2 separate regions of the Callithrix jacchus genome follow, and region 1 is linked to region 2. Evidence: chromatin contacts called from public Hi-C data. All regions are on one chromosome and are shown on one strand. The core of a region is the stretch at or near the end of the contact, and the rest is flanking DNA. Distances in the headings are between cores, read along the strand shown.

Evidence for each region. Hi-C and Micro-C count contacts between places; a contact is called where the count stands out from the background.
Region 1: a Hi-C map of skeletal muscle shows a contact between it and region 2, with 2.6 times the contacts expected there. The contact joins the promoter of IFT52 here to the promoter of SRSF6 in region 2. A contact is called at or near these places in 2 of 3 Hi-C or Micro-C datasets (both in skeletal muscle).

The regions. Positions count from the first base shown.
Region 1 is chr5:38,970,345-38,976,340 of calJac240_pri, reverse strand. It overlaps IFT52 (intraflagellar transport 52), which reads right to left and starts at 1,625. Exons shown (of 13, transcript XM_078371721.1): 1 at 1,487-1,625. It overlaps SGK2 (serum/glucocorticoid regulated kinase 2), which reads right to left. Exons shown (of 14, transcript XM_078371723.1): 14 at 3,577-3,775.
Region 2 is chr5:38,838,470-38,845,227 of calJac240_pri, reverse strand. It overlaps SRSF6 (serine and arginine rich splicing factor 6), which reads right to left and starts at 1,688. Exons shown (of 6, transcript XM_003732831.6): 1 at 1,444-1,688; 2 at 1,075-1,223. The coding sequence starts at 1,550. LOC144582476 (a long non-coding RNA gene) reads left to right here and starts at 1,771. Exons shown (of 2, transcript XR_013535204.1): 1 at 1,771-1,800.

The DNA of each region.
Region 1 (5,996 bases), core at 376-2,875, 130 kb before region 2:
TAGAGACAGGGTTTCACTATGTTGTCCAGGCTGGTCTGTAACTTCCGACCTCAAGTAATCCACTCCCTTCAGCCTTCTAAAGTCCTCGGATTACAGGTGTGAGACACTGCACTCAGCGGTTTAATTACTTTCTAAATTACTAAAAAGCTGCCCAACCCCAATCCATCTTTTCAATGCTGATTTGAAATACAGTACCACCTTGCCTATATAATAAATCCTATATATATCTGGCTCTTATTCTGAGTTCTAATATATTCTATCTGCCTGTAAGCTCCTGCTGTGTTCCATACTGCCTTTTTTTCATTTTTCCCCCAGAGGCAGGGTTTCCCTATCATGGCCCATGCTGGTCTCTCCTGGGCTTAAGGGACTCCTGGGCTTAAGGGATCCTCCCACCTCAGCCTACCAAGTAGCTAGGACAACAGGTCCACAGTGCTGTACCTATCTTCCATGCTAGTTTAATTGCTATACCTTTATAATATCTGGTGGTTCTGGAGAGCTAATCTCCCTTATTACCATTAATTTTAGAATTTTCCTGGCTACTCTGACATATTCTTCCTTATGAACTTCAACGCCATTTTGTCCAGTTGAAAAACTCCTCCTTCCATGATGCCACCATTGTGATACATCTATCTTTTTATGTTCTACTGTTAGTTCAGCCCCTGGTGAGGGTAGCAGGTCTGCGTTTCTGTACAGTCAGAACTAAACAAAAATGCACTTCCTTAATAATAGTATAAGGCCTTTAAAAAGATAAAAAGAACGAATATTCGGGTAGCGCTGTCCAACCATTCTCTTGCTTTCTTTTCAATAACATTACCAGTCAAATCAATATTTTCCCACACAAATGACCAAGGGGTCGCAGCCACGACAGAAGACAGATTAAGACTTTACAATGCCAGAACGCAATAAAATATATATTAAAAAAAAAAAAAAAAGACGGCCGGGCGCGGTGGCTCAAGCCTGTAATCCCAGCACTTTGGGAGACCGAGGCGGGTGGATCACGAGGTCAAGAGATCGAGACCATCCTGGTCAACATGGTGAAACCCCGTCTCTACTAAAAATACAAAAAATTAGCTGGGCATGGTGGCGCGTGCCTGTAGTCCCAGCTACTCAGGAGGCTGAGGCAGGAGAATTGCCTGAACCCAGGAGGCGGAGGTTGCGGTGACCCGAGATCGCGCCACTGCACTCCAGCCTGGGTAACAAGAGCGAAACTCCGTCTCAAAAAAAAATGACTTTACGATGCCTCGTCCGATGCTCTTTCATAGTCAACGGAACGACTCAACACCCGCGCCACAAGAGGCGGTGGAGATGGGCGCCCAACAGGAGCGCCAGGACACCGGCCTACGTCCGCGCCCTCAGTTTACTTCACTCCAGTCACCCCGGATGTTTCATGACCGGTCCAGCGGCCTCGAAGAGTGTGGCGAGGCCCTTGCCAGCTACCAGGCCGCCCCAACGCCCCAGCCGGCCCACCACGGTTGGAGAGCTTTACCTGAGGCCCAGGGACCACCTTCACCTGACGCCACACAGCAGCCTGCGGCCAGGTATCTAAGGCCGCATAGTAACCGGGGAGGCGCGGCGGCGCGCAGAGAAGGCGCGGCCCAGGGCGCTGCGCTACCTCCGGTCGACGTGATGACGACAGCACGGGAGGCGCCTTTCCGTCGCGGGCGCCGTGGGTGTTGGAGGGAGCCTGGCTGATGTGGGACTGTGCCATTTGGTGCATGAGGGGTAAATCCAAACACAACGAGAATTAACTTTTTTTTCCAACCCCCTCCCTCCAGAGAATTAACTTTTCACCAAAAATCAACCCACTGAATTTTGTTCTTTAATACCAATTTTGACTAAAGACTAATAACAACAGTAGGACCCAAGGGCACAAACTCTGCTCCACCCGCAGGTAGGAGAATAGTGAAGACTTCCGGGAGCGGTTGGAGGACGCCCCCCGACGATTCCCAAGTCCCAGGCATAGGGCGGAGTCGGGCGAGGGCGGGGCCGGACTATTAGGAACTACTTACCAGAAAAGGGTGGGCAGGATTAGTGTTGAGACTAATAGCACCGGATAATTCTATTTTATTAACCCCGTATCTTCGCTTGCCATGTTACCAGACCTGAGCGCCAGCGCGGATGGCTATAAGCCCGCCGCCCCTTGGGTGGGGAGTTAGAACTTGAACAGATTCTACAAAATTGTGAAAACTATTAACTGTATTAGGGAGTCTGACGGCTAAGCTGGTCAAAAAAGCGCCCCCCTTGAGAAGATTATCTGAAGAAAGAGTGGCATTCATTAAGGCAAGGGCTGGGGAAGGGCGTTCCGGGCAGAAAGAACTACTTCTGCAAAGAGCATCACCAATACAAGTTGCCCTGTCATCACCATTAAGGTGGGAACCAGAAGCCTACAACCACCAATAGGCCTCCCGGTTCCCCAGGAAAGCGCTCTGTGCCTGCCTTGAGAGGTGTGTGGATGTGTGAACAACGCTGCAGCAATCTGGAAGACTCAAACTGATGAGTGCAGACGGCTCTGACAGTTTTTGTTTTGTTTTGTTTTTTGAGATGGAGTCTCTGTCACCCAGGCTGGAGTGCAATGGCATGGTCTTGGCTCACTGCAATCTGCCTCCCGGGTTCAAGCTATTCTCCCGTCTCAGCCTCCTGAGTAGCTGGGACTACAGGCGCCTGCCACCACACCCGGCTAATTTTTGTATTTTTAATAGAGATGGGGTTTCACTATGTTGAGCAGGCTGGTCTCAAACTACTGACCTTGTGATCCGCCTGCCTCGGCCTCCCAAAGTGCTGGGATTACAGGCATGAGCCACCGCGCCCGGCCTCGACAGTTTTTATTTACGTTTATGTTTGTCTTCGAGTTTAGAATATTAAAACACACACAATTTGTCTTGCTTTCCACAATTTCTGTCACTGCAAATTTTAAAAGTGGAGACAAGCCAGGCGCAGTGGCACTCTCCTATAATCCCAGCACTTTGGGAGGCCGAGGCAGGTGGCTCTCATAAGCCTAGGTGTTCAAGACCAGCCTGGCAACATGGCGAAACGCTGTCTCTACTAAAAATACAAAAAATTAGCTGGGCATGGTGGTGCCCACCTGTAGTCCCAGCTGCTTGAGAGGCTGAAGCGGAAGGATTGATTGACCAGGAGGTCAAGGCTGCAGTGAGCCGTCAGCGTGCCACTGAACTCTTCTAGCCTAGGCAACATAGTAAGATCTTGTCTCAAAGAAAAGATAAAGAAAATGGAGAAGAAGATGATTTGAGAATTCTCTTTGGTCGGATGAAGTGGCTCATGCCCGTACTCCCAGCATTTTGGGAGGCTGAGGTGGGAGGGCTGCTTGAGACCAGGAATTTGAGACCAGCCTGAGTAACATAGTGAGACCTTTTCTCTACAATAGTAATGGTAATGATAAGAAAATTAGCCAGGCATGATGGCACACACCTGTAGTCTTAGCTGCTTGGGAGGCTGAGGTAGGAAGATTGCTGGAGCCCAGGAGTTTGCAGTGAGCCATGATCACTCCACTGCACCCCAGCCTGGGCAACAGAGTGAGACCCTGTCTCTTTAAACACACATAAACACACACAGAGAGAGAGAGAGACTTGGAGATTCTGTATTCTGGTGCAAAATTGGGTGAATACAGTTTGGATTTAGGGTAACAATGGAAATGAAGTCTTTTCACTGGAGAGAGAGTGTAGGCTGTCCCATTTGAAGGCTGAAACAAATCTTGGGATCCTTCTGCCTGATGTGCAGTCAGTGTTTGCTAGAGCACCTGCCCAGAGCATTTCTCCTGCTGTTAGAGATTGTAGAAAGAGTATGAGTTTTGGCCAGGCGCAGTGGATCATGCCTGTAATCCCAGCACTTTTGGAGGCCGAGGCGTGTGGATCACTTGAAGTCAGGAGTCTGAAACCAGCCTGACCAACATGGTGAAACCCCATCTCTACTAAAAAAAAAAAAAAGCTGGGTGTAATGTCAGGTGCCTGTAATCCCAGCTGCTTGGGAGACAAAGGCAGGAGAATTGCTTGAAGCCAGGAGGCAGAGGTTGCAGTGAGCCGAGATGGCGCCATTGTACTCCAGCCTGGGTAACAAGAGCATAACTCTGTCCGGCCCCCACCCCCCCCACCGCCCCCAAAAAAGTAAGAGTTTCAGAATCAGTTGTCACCGAGTTCAATTCATTGCTGTGACTTGTACCAGCTGGGTGACCTTGGACAATTTTTATAGTCTCTGAGCAATTGTTCCCTGTCTGTAAAGTGAAGTTAATAATTTCTTTTTTTTTTTTTGAGACAGAGTCTTGCTCTGTCGCCCAGGCTGGAGTGCAGTGGCCCGATCTCCACTGACTGCAATCTCTGCCTTCTGGGTTCAAGCAATTCTCCTGCCTCTGCCTCCCAAGTAGCTGGGATTACAGGTTCCCACCATCAGGCCCAGCTAGTTTTTGTATTATTAGTAGAGACAGGGTTTCACCATGTTGGCCAGACTGGTCTCAAACTCTTGACCTCTTGATCCGCCCACCTTGGCCTCCCAAAGTGCTGGGATTACAGGTGTGATCCACCGCTCTGGCCCAAAGTTAATAATTTCTAAGTGCTGGCTTGTAGTGAGGATTGTAGATCATGCATATAAAACTTGGAATTTGCTCAATAAACAGGTTTTAGCATGATCCATTCAACAGCATAGTTTTTCTTCATTTTTATTTTTTATCCTGATTAAGACAATTGTGCTTTTACAATCTCAGAAAAGATAGAACCATTATGTGTTTCACCATCCATAGCTGATTGTGTACTTCTGACACTACTATCATGTTTCTGATCATTATACTCTTGTTTTTTGCTTTGGGAAGTTGGGATTTTGACCTCTCCCTCATCTTGTTCCACATTTGCCAATTAACTGGCCCTATTAAGATGGAAATCAGTGTGTTTCTGTCAGAGTTCTTAGCACATGTGGAAGCTTAATATGAGCTCTTCCTGACCCAGTTTTGATCTCTAATAGGTCAGTGTCATTGGTGCTTTTTCCACGGCCTCCCGGACTTGTCCTCCATGATTCCTGGGGCAGGGGACTGGGTGGGCGACAGGACTTGAGGAAGGGAAAGAGTGGGATTGAATTAAGAGGAAAAGACAATAAAATCACCAGCATATACTAATCCAAGAAAGTTCCTTCCCTTGTCTCCTAACCAAAAAGCCAATAAGGCCATCCAGGAGTATGAACCATACATTTGTAAAAAATAAACCACTTTTCCGCTGAAGTAAGGAAGCACAGTCCATCCCTAAGTGCAGGGTATCCTGAATTTATGAGGTGTCAGAACTCATGTTCTGTCTGATCAGAATTACCTTTAGAAATAACTAATCTGAACATATTGCGCTCCATGGTGGCCAGGAAGCTCTAGGCATCAAGTCTGCAGCAGCCTCCAGCTTTGTCCAGCTCTGAGCTCCCCCATGTGAGGTGGAACACAGCATGAACCTGACAGCCAGGCTTAGACCAGGAGTGACATCCCGTTGAATGTCTCCTCTTCAAGACTTCATTTCTCATGTTTGGCTTATTCCAGCCAACTTTTGACTTAGCTCCTTACTAGAGATTTTGGCAGTTATTCTGCTTGGACCTAACAGCCAGAGTGAGGAGCAGACCAGCACAAAAGTTCAGTATGAGAGCCCTAGAGCCAGCTTGCAGGGCTCCAAGTTCCAGCTCTGGCCCTTATTAGCTATATGACCATCAGGCAAGGAACAACTTCTCTGACTCTGTATTGTTATTGGTAAAAAGAGGATAGTATTAATTCCTACCCCAGGGTTGTTTGGATGGAAAATTCGTAACAGACATGAAAGAGTCTAGCACAGCAACTAGCCCAGCACAGGCAGGTGATCTAAAGTTAACTTTGGCCAATTGAGCAAAAAAGGAGTGTGTTAAAAAGGATCAGAAGTTCTCAGATTATTTGGAAAGCTACAAGACTTGAGCCTTGTCTGGGCATGGTGGCTCACGCCTGTAATCCCAACATTTTGGGAGTCTGAGGCAGGAAGATCACTTGAGGT
Region 2 (6,758 bases), core at 439-2,938:
GACTAAATCCAACTAAACCTCTCCTACAATCTGTTAGAGAGTGACTGCTCCTTTATTCAATTTACCTCGCTAAGTTTTATTTTACAGAACATTGTAAAATATAAAACTTAACTGATTACATGCATTTCTACATTTTACAAAAATGTTTACTAGTTTTACACTAAGTACTTACATCACAGTGTGAGGTTTTTGGTGGTGGTTTGGCCACAAAACACGCAAGGTAACAGTCACCTAGTTCAGATTAACCAGTTTTGTCTAACCCTTGGAATCCTCACCATCACCCTGCGTCTAATGGCAAAAGGCTGCTGTCGTCATGGCTTCCGGTAAGGTCAGCCAAAGGGTCATAGGGCAAGGGTCACACAATGTATGGAAAAGCCAAGGCCAATCAGGAAAGGCAGTCATCTTAGCCTCAGTGGACACAGCCTCAGCCCCATTGGTCACTTTCAAATTGAAACATCAAGGACTTGTTAAAAAGTTTGAATTCAACATGCAACAGTTTAAACATCAAACATTTAACATAACCAAAAATCCCCCCACCTCCTCCCAATAACATGCCCCAACTAGTTCAAATACAGCATAAAGCTTATTTAGATCTACTTTGTGGTACAACACCACATTACTTTGAAATAGTACTTTCTTTGGCCCCATCAATTTCCATAGCTTTAAAATCTGTACTTTAAGATCCTCCCTTCCCCGTCCCCCGTCCCCCCCGCCCCCCTCCACCCCAGCCTGCCTCTAATCCTCTAACTAATGCACTGACAGGTAAGTAAGGGGGATACAACAAATACAGCCACCCCTTACTTCCTCTGTGGGAAGAACCCGTGACAGTGCTGACAAGGGGCCAGAAGAAGCCACCCACCTCCCAACTTGGCAAATAACAAAACCAAACACCCCAATCCCCGCGCTCCGGCGTCCCATGCCTACCCCGGGCAGACGTGAAGGCGGCGGGACTCGGGGATTCCCGAGTCAAACGACCCCCGGTCCTCGCGCCTGCCCGGGCTGGGAGGCCCCACCCCACACACCCCCGCCCCCCAGGGTCCCCAAGGGCGCGGAGCGCGCGGGGGTGGGACTCACTGCGGCTTCCGTAGCTGTAGCCGTCGCGATCGCGACGCGGGCCGCGGGCGTGTTCTACGATCACGCGCTCGCCGCAGAGTTCCTTGCCGTTCAACTCGTAAACGGCGTCGTCGGCGTCGCGGGAGTCCTCGAACTCCACGAAGCCGTACCTGGGGGCGGTGCGAGGGCCGGATACCGACGGGGGCGTCGTTAGTCAGGGCACGCACGTGCGCGCGCCCGCAACCCGCCGCGCGCCCCCGCGGCGCCGCGCCGCCGCCATCTTGAAGGCCCTGCCACGCGGCGCCGCGGCCTTCGCCGCCTCTTTCCTAGGAGAGTTCCCGCCGCCACCAGGCCTGGGACGCTAGGCGCGGGCGCTCAGGCCCGACTCACCCATTTTTGAGGTCTACTTCGAGGAGGCGCCCATAACCACTGAAAAAGCGCTGGATGTCCTTCTCCCGGACGTTGTAGCTCAGGCGTCCTATGTAGACGCGCGGCATGTCCGTGGCGGGCAGGGGCCCAAGGGCTGGTTGTTGAACGGCGGACCGCAAGCCAGTAGCCGCGGTGCGGGTGCGGGGACGGCAAAAGCTCGAACACGCGCCTCACACCGCAGCGGCGGCCGAGTCCAGCCACACAATGGTGCGCGCGCGCGCCAGACTTACGCTATATGGGCGGCCGGTGGGGCGGGGCCTGGCACGTGACGTCAGCGCGCAGCGGCACGTCTCTCCCGTGTCGGCCCTGGGCTAGATTGTGAGTAGCTAGTCCGCTGCCTGCGACGTTCTGGGGTAGTGCGGTCTTGCTCGGTTCTAGAATTTACTCCAGTCCTCTCCACCGTCTTTGAAAACACAATGTCTCTAATCCAGCTGCAGAATAGTTGTTTTCTAATTTGTACCGTTTATAAAACTTTGAGCGATCTCTTGAAACTCAGGAGGCAGGCTAAGAGAATTCCCATTTTTCATTGGTTCTCGAGCGTGTCATAATAGGTCGTCGCGGTCTCGGATTGGTCGCTTAAAACGAGGCTGCGGATTTCCTCCAGCGATTGGTTGATGGTCACTTTAGAGGTGACCGCGCTCTTGGATCCAGTCGGTTGTCGGGTTTCGCGGAATCCGAGGATCGCGCACCAAGGTCCTCCTGCTGACCGGGTGGGGGGGTCCGGTTGCGAGCGCGCAGACCTGCCGACATCAGCCTCTGCGGGTCTCACTGGCAGCCTTCATCAGCCTCCGCCTCCCCGGACGTTCCCCTCTCCCTCCGTGGGTCTTTCTTGGAGCCCTGACTCACTTATGGATTGGGGGTCTGTGGGAATCCTACTCTCACTGTAGGCGCTCAAAAGGGAGCGCGGCCGAGATCCGGCAGCCCTCCCACAGCGATGAACGATTTTTTTTTTCCCCCGTATATGGAAAGTCCTTTGTTCTTCTGTCATTTCTTCCACTGACTTGAAAGTGCCTTATTTGTGAGCTTATCAATGGAGATGCTATTTAAAGTTGGAGAACTAGATGAAAACCTCAAAGAAATAAGTTTCAGTCGAGAGCGGAAGACCCTGGCCAACTCCTGGGGTACTGTGAAATTTAAGTACAGGAAAGGAGACTGACTGGAGAGTGGCTAGGGAGGTAGGAGAAGACCACGAGAGTAGGGTGTCACTGAAGTTAAAAGAGGTATCACTGAGATAACACCAGCTCTGATATTTTTGTATTCCCGCTCTGTTTTGAGTGGTGTGACCTCAATATCCTTCAACTTCTGGTTGAAAAAGGGTGGTTTTGCCCTCCTGGAGCTAAGGTAGTCTGGAGGAAAACGTCGTTGTTTGTCACGACTTGGGGAGGTACAGGCCGTGCTTAAAGTTAGATAAATTAAAAATATGAGTCTGTAATCCTTGCACCTTGGGACGCTGAGGCAGGCGGATCGCTTGAGCCCAGGAGTTCAAGGCTGCAGTGAGCTATGATCATGCCACTGCACTCCAGCCTGGTTGACAAAGCGAGACTCCGACTCAAAGAAAGAAAAAAAGGAGCAAGGCATGGTAGCTCACTCCTGTAATCACAGCACTTTGGGAGACCCAGGTGAGAGGATTGTTTGAGCCCAAGAGTTCGATATCAACCTGGGCAACATGGCGAGATCCTGTTTCTACAAAAAAAATTGTGAAAATTAGCTGGGCGTGGTGTCACATGCCTGTACTCCCAGTTACTAGGGAGGCTGAAGTGGGAGGATCACTTGAGTGCAGGTCTAGGCTGCAGTGAGCTGTGATTGCATCACTGCAGTCCAGCCTGAGCAACACTGAGATCCTGTCTCGGAAAAAAAAAAAAAAAAAAAAGACCAGGCGTGGTGGCTCACACTTGTAATCCTAGCACTTTGGGGGGGCCTAGGCAGGTGGATCACGAGGTCAGGAGTTTGAGACCAGCCTGGCTAACATAGTGAAACCCCGTCTTTAGTAAAAATACAAAAAAAAAAAAATTAGCCGGCATGGTGGCAGGCACCTGTAATAAATCCCAGCTACACGGGAGGCTGAGGCAGGAGAATCGCTTGAACCTGGGAGGCAGAGGTTGTGGTGAGCCAAGATCATGCCGTTGCGCTCCAGCCTGGGCAACAAGAGTGAAACTCCAACTTAAAAAATCAGTGATGTAGTACTTCTGAGAGTGCAGGGATGTGTGGTGCTGAGATAGGGCCTCCTTTGTGTTCTCCAGGTTCAAGGATTAACAGGAGTTTTCAGCCAGATGTTGAAGGACAATGAAGTTGCATAGCTCAAGGACAAGAATATACCAAACTATTTAAATACTTGATATTATCTGACTGATATACGGAGGAAATGTAACGACTAGGTTTTGTTTTTGTTTTTGTTTTTGAGACACAGTCTCGCTCTGTCACCCAGTCTGGATTGCAGTGGTGTGATCTTGGCTCACTGCAACTTCTGCCTCCCAGGTTCACTGCCTTAGCCTCCTAAGTAGCTGGGATTACAGGTGCGCCCCGCCCCCCATGCCCAGCTAATTTTTCGTATTTTTAGTAGAGACAGGGTTTCATCATGTTGACCAGGCTGGTGTCAAATTCCTGACCTCAAGTGATCTGCCTGCCTCGGCCTGCCAAAGTGCTAGGATCACAGGCGTGAGCCACTTGCCCAGCCAGAAATGTAATGGTTAGAATATGAGTAACTATGAACATACAATTTTTTTCCTACTCAGTAGGTGAATCGGGCCCAGAGTATCAAGGCATATGCCCAGAGTGAGACTCTGTCTCAAAAAAAAAAAAAGGAAAAGTAAAAGAAAAAAAGCAAACCTAGTCATTACTTTTTTTTTAACGCTTGCACTAAGAACCTGGGAACAAATTAAATCTAACTCCTGTGGCTGCTGCAGTGTATTGCCACCAACTTAATGGCTTAAAGCAACACACATTGATTACCTTACAGTTTTGAAGAGCCGAAGACTGCAGTGAACTGAGCTAAAATCAAGATGTTAGCAGGGTTGTGTTCTTTTTTTTCTTTTCTTTTCCTTTCTTTCTTTCTTTTTTTTTTTTTTTTTTGAGACTGTTGCCCATGCTGGAGTGCAATGGCAGTCTCAACTCACTGCAACCTCTGCCTCCCAGGTTTAAATAATTCTCCTGTCTCAGCCTCTTGAGTAGCTGGGTCTATAGGTGTGCCACCATGCCTGGCTAATTTTTGCATTTTAGTAGAGACAGAGTTTCACTGTGCTGGCCAGGCTGGTCTTGAACCCTTGACTTCAGGTGATCTACCCACACCTCAGCCTCCCAAAATGTTGGGATTACAGATGTGAGCTCCAGCGCCCGGCCTGGGCCGCATTGTTTCAGGAGGCTCTAGGGGAGAATCTGTTCCCTTGAGTCTTCCAGGCTGCTGGCACTCTTTGGCTTATGATTCCTTCCTCCATCTTCAAAGCCATTAACTTCAGTTGTGACCTTACAGTCAATCACTCTGACCCCAGTCCCATTCTCCTTTGTCACATCTGCTTCTCTGACTGTGGCTCTTCTGCCCCCCTCTTGTAAGCACCCTTATGATCACATTGGGCCCATCCCGATTAAGCTCTACTTAATCAGATCTGTAAAGTTCCTTTTGCCATATAAGGTAACGTCGTCACAGGATTCAGGGATTAGGATTAGGACATAGACATCTTTAGGGGGAACTCTTATTCTGCCTACCACAGGGACTCTGAAATTTTGGTAAATTTAGGAATGAAAGCTGGGTACAGGGACTTGTAATTTCAGTGCTTTGGGAGAATGAGGTGGGAGGATCACTGGAGGCCAGGAGTTCACGACCAGCCTGGACAATATAGTGAGTCTCTACAAAAAATGAAAAAAGGCTGGGTGCAGTGGCTAATGCCTGTAATCCCAACACTCTGGGAGGACGAGGCAGGTGGATCACTTGAGGTCAGGCGTTTGAGACCATCCTGGTCTACATGATGAAACCCCATCTCTACTAAAAATACAAAAATTAGATGAGTGTGGTGGTGCATGCCTGTAGTCCCAGCTACTCGGGAGGCTGAGGGATGAGAATCACTTGAATCCAGGAGGTTGAGGCTGCAGTGAGCAGATATTGCACTACTGCACTCCAGCTTAGATGACAGAACAAGACTATGTGTCCAAAAAAAAAAAAAAAAAAAAAGAAAAATGTTAGTAGGCATGCTGGCATTGGCATGCACCTGTAGTCCCAGCTTTTTAGGAGGGGAAGGCAGGTAGATCACTTGAGCACAGGAGTTTCAGGCTGCAGTGAGTCATGATTGCGCATCTGTTCTCCAGCCTGGGCCACAGAGTAAAAACCTGTCTCCCATCCCTTCCAAAAAATTTAGTAATGGCAACTGGGAAGTGGCTAAAAGGTAAGGAAAAAACCAGAGTGTGGTGTCACAGAAGCTAGGAATGGAAAGGGTTTCCAGGAGGTACTGGTCAAGTGACAAACAAAATTCATAAGCCCTTGACCCAGTAACCTTAATCCTAGAAATCTATTTGACAAGGAGCCAGTTTGTAAAACCACAGGTCCAGGGATGCTTATTCAAGCAGTGGAATATTCTTCCTCAATGAAAATAAGTAAGATTATTCTCATTTCAAATATTTACTGAATGCCTGCTGCATGCCAGCTACTGTTCTCAGTGCTGGGAAAACAACAGTAATGTGATGTGTCAGCTTTGCAAACCAGGGCCCCAGCCAGATCTGGCTTGCCACCTGTTTTGTAAATAAGGTTCTGCGGGAACATAGTCTCACCCATTCATTCACACATTGTCTATGACTTCTCTCAGGCTACAACAGCAGTCTTGAGTAGTTATTATATTGAGTGGTTGCAACAGAGACTTTGCAAAGCCTTTGTCCAGCTGCAAAACCTCTTCCTCGCTGGCTCTACACAGAAGAGGTTTGCTTACCTCAATCTGTGTGACTGACCACTAACGATGCTTATGGGATGTTGTTAAGAAGGCAAGTTTTTTTTTTTTTTTAGACAGAGTTTCGCTGTTGTTACCCAGACTGGAGGGCAATGGCACTATCTTGGCTCACCGCAACCTCCGCCTTCTGGGTTCAAGCAATTCTCCTGCCTCAGCCTCCCGAGTAGCTGGGACTACAGGCGTGCACCACCACGCCCAGCTAATTTTTGTATTTTTAGTAGAGACAGGGTTTCATCTTGTTGACCAGGATGGTCTCGATCTCTTGACCTCGTGATCCACCCACCTTGGCCCCCCAAAATGCTGGGATTATAGGCATGAGCCACCGCGCCCAGCCAGAAGCAAGTTTTA